Regions from separate parts of the Sus scrofa genome. Here regions 2, 3, 4 and 5 are each linked to region 1. The links are chromatin contacts, called in public Hi-C and HiChIP or PLAC-seq maps. All regions are on one chromosome and are shown on one strand. Each heading gives the region's core, a stretch centred on a gene start, on an enhancer-like site or on the middle of the called end of the contact. The rest is flanking DNA. Distances are from core to core; before and after follow the strand shown. Region 1 holds the start of GSK3B (glycogen synthase kinase 3 beta). Region 2 overlaps FSTL1 (follistatin-related protein 1). Region 3 holds the start of LRRC58 (leucine-rich repeat-containing protein 58). Region 4 holds the start of GPR156 (probable G-protein coupled receptor 156). Region 5 overlaps GSK3B (glycogen synthase kinase 3 beta).

Region 1 (2,573 bases), core at 49-2,548:
CCCTTGGGCGTGATTTCCAGTGGTACTTTCTAATTGGCTCCTCTGGCCGATCGGCTTTTTCCGGGAGGAGCCGCAAACAAACGACGTCCGTGATTGGCTCCGCTCGGGCTTCGGCTCCCCTGCCGAAGGGGGCGGGCGCCGGGCTCGGCCGGCAATTCTCAGACGCCTGTTACGCGGGCGGAGGGGCGCTGGGCGGTGTAAGGCTGGGTGGGGGAGGAAGGAGGCGGAGGACGAGTAGGAGGGGGGAGGGGTTGGGGAAGAGCTAGGCGGCTGCGCAGACGGCACTCCTCACACAGAACAGCCCCCGACCCGGGCGAATGCGGGCTTTCGCTGCTGCTGCCGCCGCCGCTGCCGCCGCCGCCGCCGCCGCCGCCGCCGCCGCCCGGGCCCGAGTGACAAAGGAAGGAAGGAAGCGAGGAGGAGCCGGCCCCGCAGCCACTGACAGGGCTTCGGGCTGGGGGCAAAGCGCGGACACTTCCTGAGCGAGACCGAGCAGAGGCGAGGGGCGGGAGGGAGGGCGGTCGCGCCGGTGCCGTGGACGGGGGAGGGGGCCCCGAGGGACGGAAGCGGTTGCCGGGTTCCCATGTCCCCGGCGTATGGGGAGCAGTCGAGGAGCCGCTGCCTGGGGTCTGAAGGGAGCTGCCTCCGCCACCGCCGCCGCCATGGCCGCTGGATCCAGCCGCCGCCTGCAGCTGCTCCTGGCGCAATGAGGAGAGGAGCCGCCGCCACCGCCCGCCTCTGACTGACTCGCGACTCCGCCGCCTTCCAGTTCGCCGGGCCCCAGCCGTCAGCCCGCCGGATCCCGCCGCTGCCGGAGCCGCAGCGTTTCCCGTCGCATCTCCGAGCCACCCCCTCCCGCTCCCTCCCTCCTTCCCATCCCCCCTTCTTTTCAAGCGTGAGACTCGTGATCCTTCCGCCGCTTCCCTTCTTCATTGACTCGGAAAAAAAATCCCTGAGGAAAATATAATATTCAAAGTACTTATTTTCAATCAAGTATTTGCCCCCGTTTCACGTGATACATATTTTTTAGGACCTCCCACCCATTTCTACCCTCCAAGGAAAGGGAGGGGAGAGAATTGTATTTTTTTTTTCCCCAGTCCCAGATCATCTATATGTTAAATATCCGTACTGATCTGTCTTCAAGGAGAAATACATCGCTCGCATTTTTTTGTCGCTATACAAAAGGAGTGAAGAGCCAAGAGGACGAAGTCTTTTTTTTTTTCCTGTGGGAGAACTTAATGCTGCGTTTATCATTAACCTAACACCCCAACATAAAACAAAAGGAAGAAGAGGAGGAAGGAAGGAAAAGAAGGTGATTCGGGAAGACAGTGATCATGTCAGGGCGGCCCAGAACCACCTCCTTTGCGGAGAGCTGCAAGCCAGTGCAGCAGCCTTCAGCTTTTGGCAGCATGAAAGTTAGCAGTGAGTATTGATTTTATTTTACACTCTTTCTCCACCTCACCCTTTAAATAAGAGACTTTGAAATACCAGGATCTTAAAATATGATGTCTGATATAACAATCAGAGATAATGGAAAAGGGCAGAAACCTGTCTTCTGTCAAGGATGAGGCAGCTCCCTCTTTTCTCCTCCCATACTCCCTCCCCCGGTCTCATTAACCTTGAATAGAGGGAATATGATTTTTATTTGGATGATTTGACTTGAAATATTTCTTATAGTTTTCTTGCCAGCTTTATCAAGCGGTTGACTTATTTCCATCTTAAAATAGTGATGGAAGTGTTTACTTGGCTCATTCTCATGAATAAAGCGAAGGACAAGATTCATAAACCATTATGTGCTTTTGCAGTGTGTCTTTAGGAACAAGGGATAGTTAGCTCAGATCTCAGGGGTTATCATAGTTTTGTACACTTAATAGAGGAGCTAAATGTCACAGTCTCTTAACAGTTCTTTCTTGCCTTTGTGACTGTACAACGCATTTGTTCTTAATCCAGAGATGAACTTGCTCAGTGACCACTTTCACATTTCCAGGCAAGCATTGATTCCTCCTCTTAGAAGGGACCCGTGAGGTTGATACTCAGTAGCAGTAGTATCTCAACATGCATTGTTTTAAGTCTACCACTATAGAGTTAATATTTAATCAAAAGGTAACTTGGAAGTAGGTCCTGGTTTTGATCGAGATTTGTATTGTCATGTTGTCAGATACTGAGTTGAATGTTAACTGTCACTGACCCTCCATATATCAGTTTTGGGGATGCCATTGCATTCCATACATGCTAAATGATGTAAAGTTCAGGGGTCCCTTCTTAAGACTGTTTAAAATACTCTTGCATTGGTTTTCTTTAGGTAAGACTATCCAGTTAGAGGAATATGGATTTAGACCTTTTCATCATAGGTTTTGCAGAATGCTGTGGTCCTGGATATAATAGGGTATAATTTGGGCTCTGTTCAGGGTTATTACTAGACTGGACCCTCTTGCTAGATTTGTGCAGAAAAGTCTAGTTGAGTGGTACACTAAGTGTCAGATGTTCCTGTGTATCTCTGTTTATGTGGAATTTAAAGAGTTTATTTAAACGTACTTTCAGAATTTGACAAAAATATCTATTCTGTTTCCTTA
Region 2 (2,573 bases), core at 36-2,535, 250 kb before region 1:
TTTCTCCCTATTTTATGTAAAAATGAGATCATAATATAGACAGCTCTAGATATATGCAACTCACATTTTGTACTTATTAATATATCATAACAATGTTCTCTCTAGGTCAGCACATATAGTTTTAACTCCTTTTTTTTTTTTTTTTTTTTGTCTTTTCTAGGGCCTCACCTGTGGCATATGGAGGTTCCCAGACTAGGGGTGTAATCAGAGCTGTAGCTGCCGGCCTATACCACAGCCACAGCAACACCGAATCCTTAATCCACTGAGCTAGGCCAGGGATTGAACCCGCAATCTCATGGTTCCTAGTCAGATTCATTATCCAGTGAGCCATGACGGGAACGCCTTAACTCATTTTTAATAGCTCAATAATAGTCATACAAGAGAACCAGACTTAGGTAATCATTTTCCTATAGATAGACATTTAGGTTGTGTCATGGGTTGTTTACCACTATAAACAATGGCATCCTTGTGCAAATATTCTGACATGCTGCTGTCATTATTTCTGTAGGCTTGAGTTTCACTGGGACTTGCTGGGTCAAAGATATGAACATTTTAAAAATACAAGATAGAATCAGATTTTTCAGGTTTGGTTTTATTTTTAATGAAATTTAAAAAGCAAAGTGAGCTTTTGAGAAATATTTCTTTCATAAGCAGGATTCTCACTCTTGGCAAATATAAATAGCCTAGATGTCGCCCTTTTTCCCCCTTTTTTTAGACAAACCCAAGCCTGGAAATTCATCTGTATTTCTACAAGTAAATACACCCATTTTAGTCCCCAGGTAAAGGATCCTGACCCATCGTCTCAGAAAGGAAGTCCTTCAACTCAGAAACCTGCAAACCAGGTCTGCTGGGGACCCTGAGAGGTCCTCACTAGAGGTGTAGCAGGCTACTGTGACTGTCTAGGGTCCAGAAACCTGGCATCTAGCCTCAGCTTGTCTACATATTGTTATGTGATTTTAACAAATTAGTTGCCACTCCATGCCATGAAGACAGACCATGTTTGCCTTTGTTCAGGGCCCAGTACATAGTAAGAACCCAGTGATAAGTGTTGGTTCAGTGAAGTTTATCTGGCTGGGCTACCTTCCATTTCCAGGATTTGGTGTTCTTTTACTACATTTACTCTTTTGGGCTTTGGTGCCTTTATCAGATCTGAGCACAACTTGCGTTCCCCTTCCCCCTTTCAGAAACCATGAAAGTCTAAAGAAACCAAGCTTGCCCGTAAGCATGGCACTTTAAATAGCCAAAATAGAATCGAGGTGCCAAGTGAACTTGAGTCCATTTCCCTGTCCAGAATGATCCTCTGTAGAACTTCACAGAGACCCGGCACCCCTCCCCCTGCCTCACAACAACTGCTGTGAGATGAGGGGGAAAACAAAATACTAAACAAAGCAAGAATACAAAGATTCTTTGAGCTAGACCCTGGAATTATTGAAGAATTGGGGTGATGGGATGTGGGGCTGTGTGTTTACCTGCCTTTCGGTCTCTCCACATTCCCAGCTCTTGGCTCTGTTTTGTGTCATAGAATGTTGAAATTGTAAGGGATCTTAGATCATCCAGAGATCTTGAGAGACTTTCTACAAAGTAATAAAGTGGCAGATAATCCATATTCCTGACTTTTAATAAAATGCCCTTCTGCTAATTTGATAGTGTTGGGGTAGCAGAGTGTTATTTTTTCTCACTGAGTAGAAGAGATGACCCTGGGCCAGGATCAGCACAGAGCACCATTTGGGGTCCCTCCAACACGAGTTGGGTAGGGTCACTGATGCCAGAGCTGAGGCTCCCTGTGTCCTGGCAGTTTAGAAGTCATCCCTGGAAGGGATTCCTCTCACAAGATGGCTTTGTATTTGTGTGTGTGTGTGTGTGTGTGTGCGCGCGTGCACACACACTCAACCTTGACTGCACCAATGTCCTCCATGTCTGTTTCAGCAATGCAAACCTCACAAGAGGCCTGTGTGTGGCAGCAACGGCAAGACCTACCTCAACCACTGTGAGCTGCATCGAGATGCCTGCCTCACTGGATCCAAAATCCAGGTGGATTATGATGGACACTGCAAAGGTAAGGAGTGCTCTCATCACCACATCGCAGCTCCAGCCAGGGAGCCAGGGAACGGAGCATTGTGGGCTGGCTTCCTGGGGTCCTTTCCACCCTGAGCACAGCACCCAAAGCTGTAGAGACCACCCAGTTACCTAAAGAGGCATTCCCTTGGTGCTCATTAGCCTGCTGGGTGTGCCCTGGGTAGCGTAGGCCTCTACCCTGTGCTCCCTGCCTCAGATCCCTAAGGCGGCTTCCAGTACTGTCTTCATCTGGATAGTGGGTAGGGGACCACATCAACTATCGATAATATGTAGTTAACTGAATTCTGTACCTTTTTAGAAAGCAGGCAAATTTCACATACCCCATGAATTCTAAATTTGGGCATCTCTCATCCCTGATAATATTGTATTTCCTCTAATTTACACTCAAACCATTGCCATTAGGGTAGGAGGGAGGGGTCCCAAGCTTGTGCTAATTAGACATCAGCCTCCTGCCCACCCGAGGCATATGGAAGTTCCCAGGCTAGAAGTCAAATCAG
Region 3 (2,573 bases), core at 33-2,532, 210 kb before region 1:
CACTGCCCACCACTACGGGAACTCCCGTATTATTTTAAACATTTGCAATTTTCACACACTAGGTTCCTGCCAGAATGTTATCTTGATCCCAAGTAAAGTCTACTTTTTAAAAGGACCCTTTCAAAACAGGTTTCAAATTCAGGACACTCCATTGGTTTTAAAAACACTCCATCCCTGCTTTAAACTCACAAAGTGTATCCTCCCATAACCATAAATCAATCAGAAATTAAGTTAAAGTTTGGCAGGAGGTAAAAAGCATAATTTCTCACACAAATAACCGGCAAGAAAAAAGTTAACTTTATTCTTTTTAGGAAGAAAGCAATTTAATAGCACTGGTTATATACAATCGTCTAACATTTTTATGCATAAGCTTTGTAAAAAAATACACTAAATATTTTCATTTCTATCCATGACTTTTCAAAATTATAAAAATTTCAGAAAAAAACCGACTTTAGGGTAAGGGCGAAAACAGGTTTAGAAGTACTACATGAAAGCCAGAATCAGGACTTTTCCAGTTAAATTGAAGTTTTAACCTGAAGTAAAATCTCAATGCTTTCTGGGTTAAACTGATCAATTAATTTGAGCTATTTCAAATTAACGAAAACTCAGCCATGGCTCCCAAATTCATTTCCAGCCACTGCAACTTAAACCAAAAACCACAGAAGTGCTTCTACAGCTAAAATGGTGAAATGTTCTTGACACACATTCCTTTAAAAAAAAAAATCCTCTAGGGCAAGCAGGCCAAGGATTAGCCATATTTTTTTTGGATGGAGAAACTGAAATCAAATCCCCTGTCCGAGGAAACAAAGTTATTTAACAGCAGAACCCGAGGTAAGATCCAAGAGTCCCGATTTCTAGTTCAGCTGCCTTCGCGCTTTTAAGTCGGCTTGGTCAATCCCGGGACTTTGAATTCCCGGGTCTTGCTGTCATGCAACTGAATCATCACTAAAGTCCTGAGTCCTCGCTGGCTCCCGCAGACCAGGGGCCCCCACTCCGAAACCAGGGCCTCAGAAGGCGGTGCACCGTCACGCGCGAACCCTCAAAGCCAAATAACCAAACTGTCCTCGGACTGTTTACCGAGGCCACCCTGGAATTCGGGGACAGGTCACCAGACTTCAAGAACTATAGAACACGACTGCCCGGACCCAGCCGGGCTCAGAGAGTAAGCCGAGCACTGACTGCTCTCTGCCCCCGCCCGGCTCATGGGATCCTTGCGGCGCGCCGCGCGAGACGGAGTCCGGCCCTTGAGCGGCGCGCGCACCCCGCCTCCTAGCGTCGCGTGACTCCGCGGGGGGGGAGGGGGGCCGGGGTTAGCGCCCGCCCGCGCCACTTCCGACGCAGCCCTCGGTTCAGGTTCCGGGGCGCCGCGGAGCTCCCGGCCTGTGGGTCGCGCTCTGCGCGACGCGGTGGCCGGGATGCAGGAGGCCGGAGCGCCGGTGGCCACGGCCGGGGAGGCCGAGCTGAACTTGTCCCGCCTCAGCGTTTCTCCCGAGACGCTGGAGTCGGAGTTGGAGGCGCGGGGCGAGGAGCGGCGCGGAACGCGGGAGGCGCTGCTACGGCTGCTGCTGCCGCACAACCGTCTGGTGTCGCTGCCGCGGGCGCTGGGCAGCGGCTTCCCGCACCTCCAACTGTTGGACGTGAGCGGCAACGCGTTGACCGCGCTGGGGCCGGAGCTGCTAGCGCTGAGCGGCCTGCGCACGCTGCTGGCCAAGAATAACCGTCTCGGCGGGCCCGGCGCGCTGCCCAAGGGCCTGGCCCAGTCGCCGCTCTGCCGCAGCCTCCAGGTGCTCAACCTCAGCGGGAACTGTTTCCAGGAGGTGCCCACCTCGGTGCTGGAGCTGCGTGCGCTGCAGACCCTCAGCCTTGGCGGCAACCAGCTTCAGAGCATCCCGGCTGAGATCGAAAATTTGAGGAGGTGAGCGGGTGCCGGCCTGCCCGAGAGTAGGGAGGCCCCAGCACAGGGTCGAGGGTGGGTGTCCCGAGGCCCCGGTAGTTCCGGGGCCCTGCGCCTGGTCTTGGCGCCCGTTGGTTGTCACGTAACTCTCTCAGTCCAGGCTCTTGAACTCTTTGGCTGCCCTGCCAACTCAGTGAGTTGTACTGAGGAGCTGATAGGATCATGGGTGTGACAGCGTTTGGTTTGTTGTGTTTGCGCTGTGCAGATTTTCGAGATATTTTTTCTGTTTTTCTGGGGTCACTGGAAGTGATCTGAACTGAGCATATACTCAAACATATGTAAATCTGAGGTTGTCACTTAATTGCTCCGGAGTCTTGGGTGGTTTTCCATGCCTGTAGATCAAAGTTTATGTCCTGTAAAGTGACATACAAAGGAACTCTGATCTGATCCCTGCTTGCCACTGCGTTACCTACTCTGTCTTCTCCTTGGCAATACCAGCAATACTATTTGTGGAATTCAGTAAGGTGTGCACTTTACCAGCAGCTTGTAGGCTCTCACTAAATGTGTGTTGAATGGATACAGTGCCTCTGTACATTGTTGTTCCTTTTGCCTAGAATGTTGCTTGCACTGGACAGACCCCTGCTCATCCTTAAAACCTGTTTTGAGGGTCATTTTTTGT
Region 4 (2,573 bases), core at 34-2,533, 160 kb before region 1:
AAATAGCTTCTGCTTTGCAGGCCCTGACCGTTGGTGGGGAGACAATAGGACACATCTGGCTGTAACATACAGTCCAAGTTAGTGAGTGCTGTGACAGACCAGGAGCACTGGAAGAAATATTAATTGATCTCCCAGATGGACTGGGAAGATCTGGTAGAGCTTTGTTAAAAGAGCAGGCATTTGAGTTGGATCATGAAGGCTTGGGAGCAATTCAACAGGTAAAGATGAGGATGAAGAGAAATCCAGGATAAGGGAATGGAGTGAGCATAACACACAGGGGAGTTAAAAACACAGGCTATATTAAAAAATGGCAATTTGCCCAACTCAGGATAACTGGAACACAGGTGCTGAGTGGACAGAAGGTTGGAAAGGAAAGCTGGCTTCCATCTGTGAAAGTAGTTTAGACTGTATTCCAATTGCAGAAGGCAGTTACTGCAGGTCTGGAGCGTGTGGGGAGGTGAGGGGAATGTTTTGTTTGTTTTGTCAGGAGAATGACATTCCTAATTCTGTTTGGGGTGTGAGGAGAGACAGGAGGCAAGAAAACCAGTTAGGAAACTATTAAAATGTTTCAGGCCAAGGCAATCAAAGTTTAACAAGTGCAACAAGGTGGGAATGCAGAGGAGGGGAGAGTCCAGCAACATTTCCGAAGTAAATAGGGCAGGCAGGCCTTGGTGGACGACGGAAAACCTTCCTTGCCTGATAACTGAGGGCTTGGGGATACTCCAATTTGAGAAAGCCAACACCGGGATTGAAGATGGGAGCCATACTGGGACAAAGATTCAAGTATCTTGCAGAATATAGAGGGGACGGTGACAGTAATGGGCTAAGAGCAAGGACAAATTCTGAGGTAAATGCTCTACAGACATGGGAAGGACGAATCCTCAATCTAGAACCACAAAACTGAAGAGCTGGACCTGGTCTCTGAAGTCGCCCACGTGCCTTCTTAACTAAAGCAACCCCCAAGAAGGAGGATCGAATCGGTCCCCCTCACTTTGTGCATGTTTAAAACGAAAGGGTCTAGCTGTATAGAATGAGAGACTCGGCAAGGGCCCTGGGTAAAAGCTTAGACATAATTCCTGCTCTTGGGAAATCGAGCGTCTTTCTGCCCGCTCGGGCGCCGAGTCCCCTGGAGCAGCCCCACTCCGGCGGAGGAGGGCGCGACGCGCAAGGCCAGCGAGCACTGGGTCATCCCCGTGAGCCCTCCGGGGCCCAGCGAGCTGTCGGGCTCCGCGCGCGGGGCGGTGCCAGGGGAGGGGCCAGGGGCGGCCCCGCAGGCACCGCGCGCCGGGCGCGGACTTCAGAGCCCGGCGCCGCCGTCCCGCCGCCTCCGCGCCCGCCTCCCGGCTCGCGGCGCGGCTATGGGCGCGGCCCCTTGCGGTGCTGCCCCCGCCTCTCCTCGTCCCTTCCGGCCCCGCGAACCCGCGAGAGACCGGGGCACTGCGGGCGTCCCGCCGCCAGCCGCGGGCTTGGCACTCCTCGGCGGTCGGGGACCTGATGAGGTGAGCTGCGCGGCCCTGAGGATCATCCCAAATTCGGGATTTTGTAGAACCTCTCTGTGGACGCGATATATCCACAAAAAAAACATCAAACATTTAAATTCTAAAGTAAAAAGTGGAAGGGGGTATGGAAGGGCGTTCTCTCCCCTCCAGAATCTGGCAGCTTCTTTGGGAATGGTCAAGAAACTATCTTAGAAATTGGAAGCGAGCCCGGATCATTGACCAAGGGATGCCCGTGGCAATTTCACGAGGATTGGAGAATTCTGGTATTTGTTGGGAAGAGGGGCTGCAGCTGTTCTGTTTTGTTAAACCAGCGACGGACTGCTGAAGCGGAGAGGTCCGGGAACAAGCTTGTAGACTTCCCAGAGCCTCCTCACCGAGCCTGTCCCCAGAGCTCCCTGGCAGGGGCACGTTTTCTCCAGGATGCCGGGGCGGGGTGTGGGGGTGGGGGGGCGTAGGGTGGACCCCTTCACAGGATTGTGAAGTCCTGAATAGAGAAAGTTTTATTGCCCTGCGGTCTGTCGAACTGCCTTATTCTGGGCAGAGGAGAGTTGCCCGGGAGCTGCAGCATCCTTGTCCCTTGGCAGGCACCCGTTTCAGACTTAGCTCTGTTAGAAATGAGAGGCCACTTGTTAGAACTCGGTGTTTGAATGCTGTATGTCTGAATATACGTGCGGCACTGCAGAATCCGAACCTTGAGGTTTTTCTTTAAAATTGAGTTTTGTTGTTAACATTTTAGGATGGAAATCTGTGTGGGAGAGGCGTCATGGCATGCTTGTACTCTTCCCTTTGTTGGTTTCCTAGGTACATGCGCATGAATAATAGGCAAATTATGTCCTGGTCTATAATGAAGTCTTTCCTGGTGTACTCCTTTAAACCGGGATATGGAAGGTAATGTTAAATTGTTGCATCCCTACGGAAAAGTGAAAAGTTTTCGGATGGGGATAAAAGCTGGAAAAATATGATAAAATTGTATGAGGCAGCAAGGCCTGCAAAGGAAAACAATTTTTTTTCCCCCCACCAATGGCTAAATGCAGCATAGAAGACCTCTCTGCAGGCTGGGTAGCAGCCAGGCTT
Region 5 (2,573 bases), core at 44-2,543, 170 kb after region 1:
TGTTTAAAGGGATGCATTTCATGATTATATGAAGTATATCAATTTTTTTTTAAGTCAAAGAATGAGAACATTTACCTACAGGACTTTTGATAAGGTTTTGTTGTTTCTACTGTATTTTAAGCAAGGCAGTAAACTCTGACCATAGTTTTGCACAGGACCCACATCAAGTTAAGTGACAGATGGAGGAGAACACAGACACACAAAGGGGTCCTCCTGCACTAGTTCATCCTCCCAGGCTGAGTAAATCCTTTTCCAAGTTGTTCAATTGTGTTCAAATAACATGACTATTTGGTGCTTTTTCCTTCACTGATGTTCCTAATGGGATTTAAAGATTTGTGCTGCTATTGCTATAGCCTTTTTTTCCTCCCAGGGGAGAGAAGGGTAAGAGGATTTTGCCTTTTGGAAATCAGAAGAAAACCCTGAGGTGGAAACATTGCATACACCCCCTCCCCCCAACACAAAGTTTCCTTATACCAGAACTTCACTCATATATATATATAGGAAAGAGGTAGATAGAAACTGGATAAAACTGCATGTGTTGAGAATTAAGTATTTTAGCTGCCTACATCCAATGGATTTAAAAAAGGAAAACTTGTAAATTATAGGGGTATACAAAAGGGAATACATTTTATATCAATCCTCTGAAGGTAAAAATGTATGGTAATGATTCCATTATCAGTAGAGTACTGATATTTTGAAAAAGAATAACTCAGTGACATGTTTTCTAGTTTTCTAATTAGAGAAATTTGTCAGGTTTATGATATATGCAGTCAACCTGACAGTTATCCAATTTGAATAGATAGTTCTTTTATGCAGAAAAGAAGTGAAGATGTTTAATTATCCAGCCATACTATGTATAATCTCTCTTGGCCTGTGTTGTACAATTTTCATCTACTTACTTTAAAAGTTTTGATTAAATCCATTATGTATAGTCCTGGCCATGTATCCCTTTAGCCTTTCAGGGTGCATCTATATTAACAACATGTTGATTTATTAACCATCTGGGCTAGAACATAAAGAATCTTTGCCCTCAAGTTCAGAAACTCATTGAGAGGAGGAAGGGAAAAACTGAGATCAGTGGAGTAAGGCAGGTATGATCCCAGAAGCCTGAGCAGGGTACAAAGGCAGAAGCATCCTGTTTGGAGGTAGTGCTATCTGAAAAGGCTTCTTAGAAGAGGTAACTCTTCAGCTGAATCTTGAAACATGGAGATGTATTCTATTTAGAGAAAGGAAGGGACTGGAGGACATACATGCTAATTTGGATGAAGATACTTAACGTTGTCAGGTCTGTTGTGTCTTGTCTGTTGTGTAGTGCTTTATGGTTTGAGCCTAAGGTTCTGAATGGTGGGAACAGGGTATAAGTTTACCAGGAGAGAGAAGGCTGGAGCTGTGGGCATTGGCCTAAACATATTAGACTGTAGACAGTTAAAAGTCACTGCAAGATTTCAAGCAGAGGATTAACAGATTTCTAATAGGATCTCATTAACTTGGCATTTGCTTTAAAGGCTACATGTACAACTCTATTGTTGAAGTTTGGCGACCTCTGGTGTTGAGCAAGGCTCAACGCAAGGCTGGGAAAGAAATTGATTTCAATGCTTTTGTCAGATGATTTTTGGCTTTATTTCTTTGAAGACACAAATCATAATTCCTGGCTTGTTATTATTTGTGTCTAGCTAAATTTGCAACTAGGTGAATGAAAAAATATTAAACATGATGGGATTGGGTACAGATTAAAAGGGATGAACAGCATCCCCAAAATCTTATGCCATGAATCTCTGGTTGAGTCTTTCTGCCTCGGTGATGTTTTAGGATTACGATGATGCACTTGACAAGTGCTTTTTTGCAATAAATGGAAAGATCTTATTCTAATAACAGATAACTGAGAGTGCATACTCTTCCCAATAGTGTGATAATTTTGAAAATCCCCCCTTTTATTCAGTGAAATATCATACTTTAAAAAATGTGCATATAACATTATGTGCATTTTCTTTTCCTTTAAGTCATGGAGGGACTCCGTTTTTAGGAAATTCATAAATAATTACTATTTTTAAGTGTATCTTTAAAAGTTTGGGTGAAAAATTGCTTTTCTATCTCTTAAAATTCAGGGAAGCCCTAAGACTTGTTTTGTGTCTGAATAATAAAATCCATGTCAAACATACTTTTTAAAAATCTGTAAAATGTAAAGCTTAAGTATATGATTTCAGAGTTTCCAAATATAAATCAGCTGAAATAAATCAGCTGATAGAGAAATTTTCTCAAAACCTAATAGAAACAACATAAAACTAAGATAAACTCAGAAGTGGCAATCAAATAGTTGATTTATTGAAATGCTTTATTTTTGTTGTATTGCTTGTAGATGTTGATGCATTCAGAATCTTAGGTTTTCATAAACAGTCTCTTGTTTGCCTTTCAGCCTGTAATGTTGCCACCTATCCACTTCTCATCCTTATTCTCTCAGATTAGTTATCCAAATCATGCTGTTTTCCACTTCATACCTAGAGCAGATAAAATGTGCATCTGACTCATTTGCTTCCTATATTCCTTAAGTAAAATAACCTCTTATCTCTCCCTCC

What was found. A called contact is a pair of places that touch in the nucleus more often than the background predicts. HiChIP or PLAC-seq counts read pairs in DNA pulled down with a chosen protein or histone mark.
Region 2: a contact with region 1 is called in a Hi-C map of liver, with 5 times the contacts expected there. The contact joins the enhancer-like site here to the promoter of GSK3B in region 1. A contact is called at or near these places in 2 of 5 promoter capture datasets (fetal skeletal muscle and liver), 4 of 47 Hi-C or Micro-C datasets (fetal heart ventricle, liver and skeletal muscle) and 2 of 2 datasets of contacts at active chromatin or transcription factors (alveolar macrophages and skeletal muscle).
Region 3: a contact with region 1 is called in a Hi-C map of liver, with 4 times the contacts expected there. The contact joins the promoter of LRRC58 here to the promoter of GSK3B in region 1. A contact is called at or near these places in 1 of 5 promoter capture datasets (liver), 15 of 47 Hi-C or Micro-C datasets (alveolar macrophages, embryonic fibroblasts, fetal skeletal muscle and 9 more) and 2 of 2 datasets of contacts at active chromatin or transcription factors (alveolar macrophages and skeletal muscle).
Region 4: an H3K27ac HiChIP or PLAC-seq map of skeletal muscle shows a contact between it and region 1. The contact joins the promoter of GPR156 here to the promoter of GSK3B in region 1. A contact is called at or near these places in 1 of 5 promoter capture datasets (liver), 1 of 47 Hi-C or Micro-C datasets (liver) and 2 of 2 datasets of contacts at active chromatin or transcription factors (alveolar macrophages and skeletal muscle).
Region 5: an H3K27ac HiChIP or PLAC-seq map of alveolar macrophages shows a contact between it and region 1. The contact joins the enhancer-like site here to the promoter of GSK3B in region 1. A contact is called at or near these places in 3 of 5 promoter capture datasets (fetal liver, fetal skeletal muscle and liver), 15 of 47 Hi-C or Micro-C datasets (adipocytes, alveolar macrophages, embryonic fibroblasts and 10 more) and 2 of 2 datasets of contacts at active chromatin or transcription factors (alveolar macrophages and skeletal muscle).

Annotation. Positions count from the first base shown.
Region 1 is chr13:140,135,868-140,138,440 of Sscrofa11.1, forward strand. It overlaps GSK3B (glycogen synthase kinase 3 beta), which reads left to right and starts at 1,299. Exons shown (of 11, transcript NM_001128443.1): 1 at 1,299-1,422. The coding sequence starts at 1,335.
Region 2 is chr13:139,883,551-139,886,123 of Sscrofa11.1, forward strand. FSTL1 (follistatin-related protein 1) reads left to right here. Exons shown (of 11, transcript XM_021070306.1): 4 at 1,927-2,056. Among named protein-coding and RNA genes, the nearest start is that of FSTL1, 38 kb to the left of the region's middle. Within about 2 kb of position 1,286, at least 2 of the 83 cell types and tissues checked have an H3K27ac peak or open chromatin away from gene starts, as enhancers often do. A contact at or near this core is called in liver, where this site is marked.
Region 3 is chr13:139,926,426-139,928,998 of Sscrofa11.1, forward strand. LRRC58 (leucine-rich repeat-containing protein 58) reads left to right here and starts at 1,283. Exons shown (of 5, transcript XM_021070309.1): 1 at 1,283-1,915. The coding sequence starts at 1,416.
Region 4 is chr13:139,973,147-139,975,719 of Sscrofa11.1, forward strand. GPR156 (probable G-protein coupled receptor 156) reads left to right here and starts at 1,284. Exons shown (of 10, transcript XM_021070315.1): 1 at 1,284-1,499.
Region 5 is chr13:140,303,693-140,306,265 of Sscrofa11.1, forward strand. All of the region lies in intron 7 of GSK3B (glycogen synthase kinase 3 beta), which reads left to right. Among named protein-coding and RNA genes, the nearest start is that of NR1I2, 100 kb to the right of the region's middle. Within about 2 kb of position 1,294, at least 8 of the 83 cell types and tissues checked have an H3K27ac peak or open chromatin away from gene starts, as enhancers often do. A contact at or near this core is called in alveolar macrophages and skeletal muscle, where this site is marked.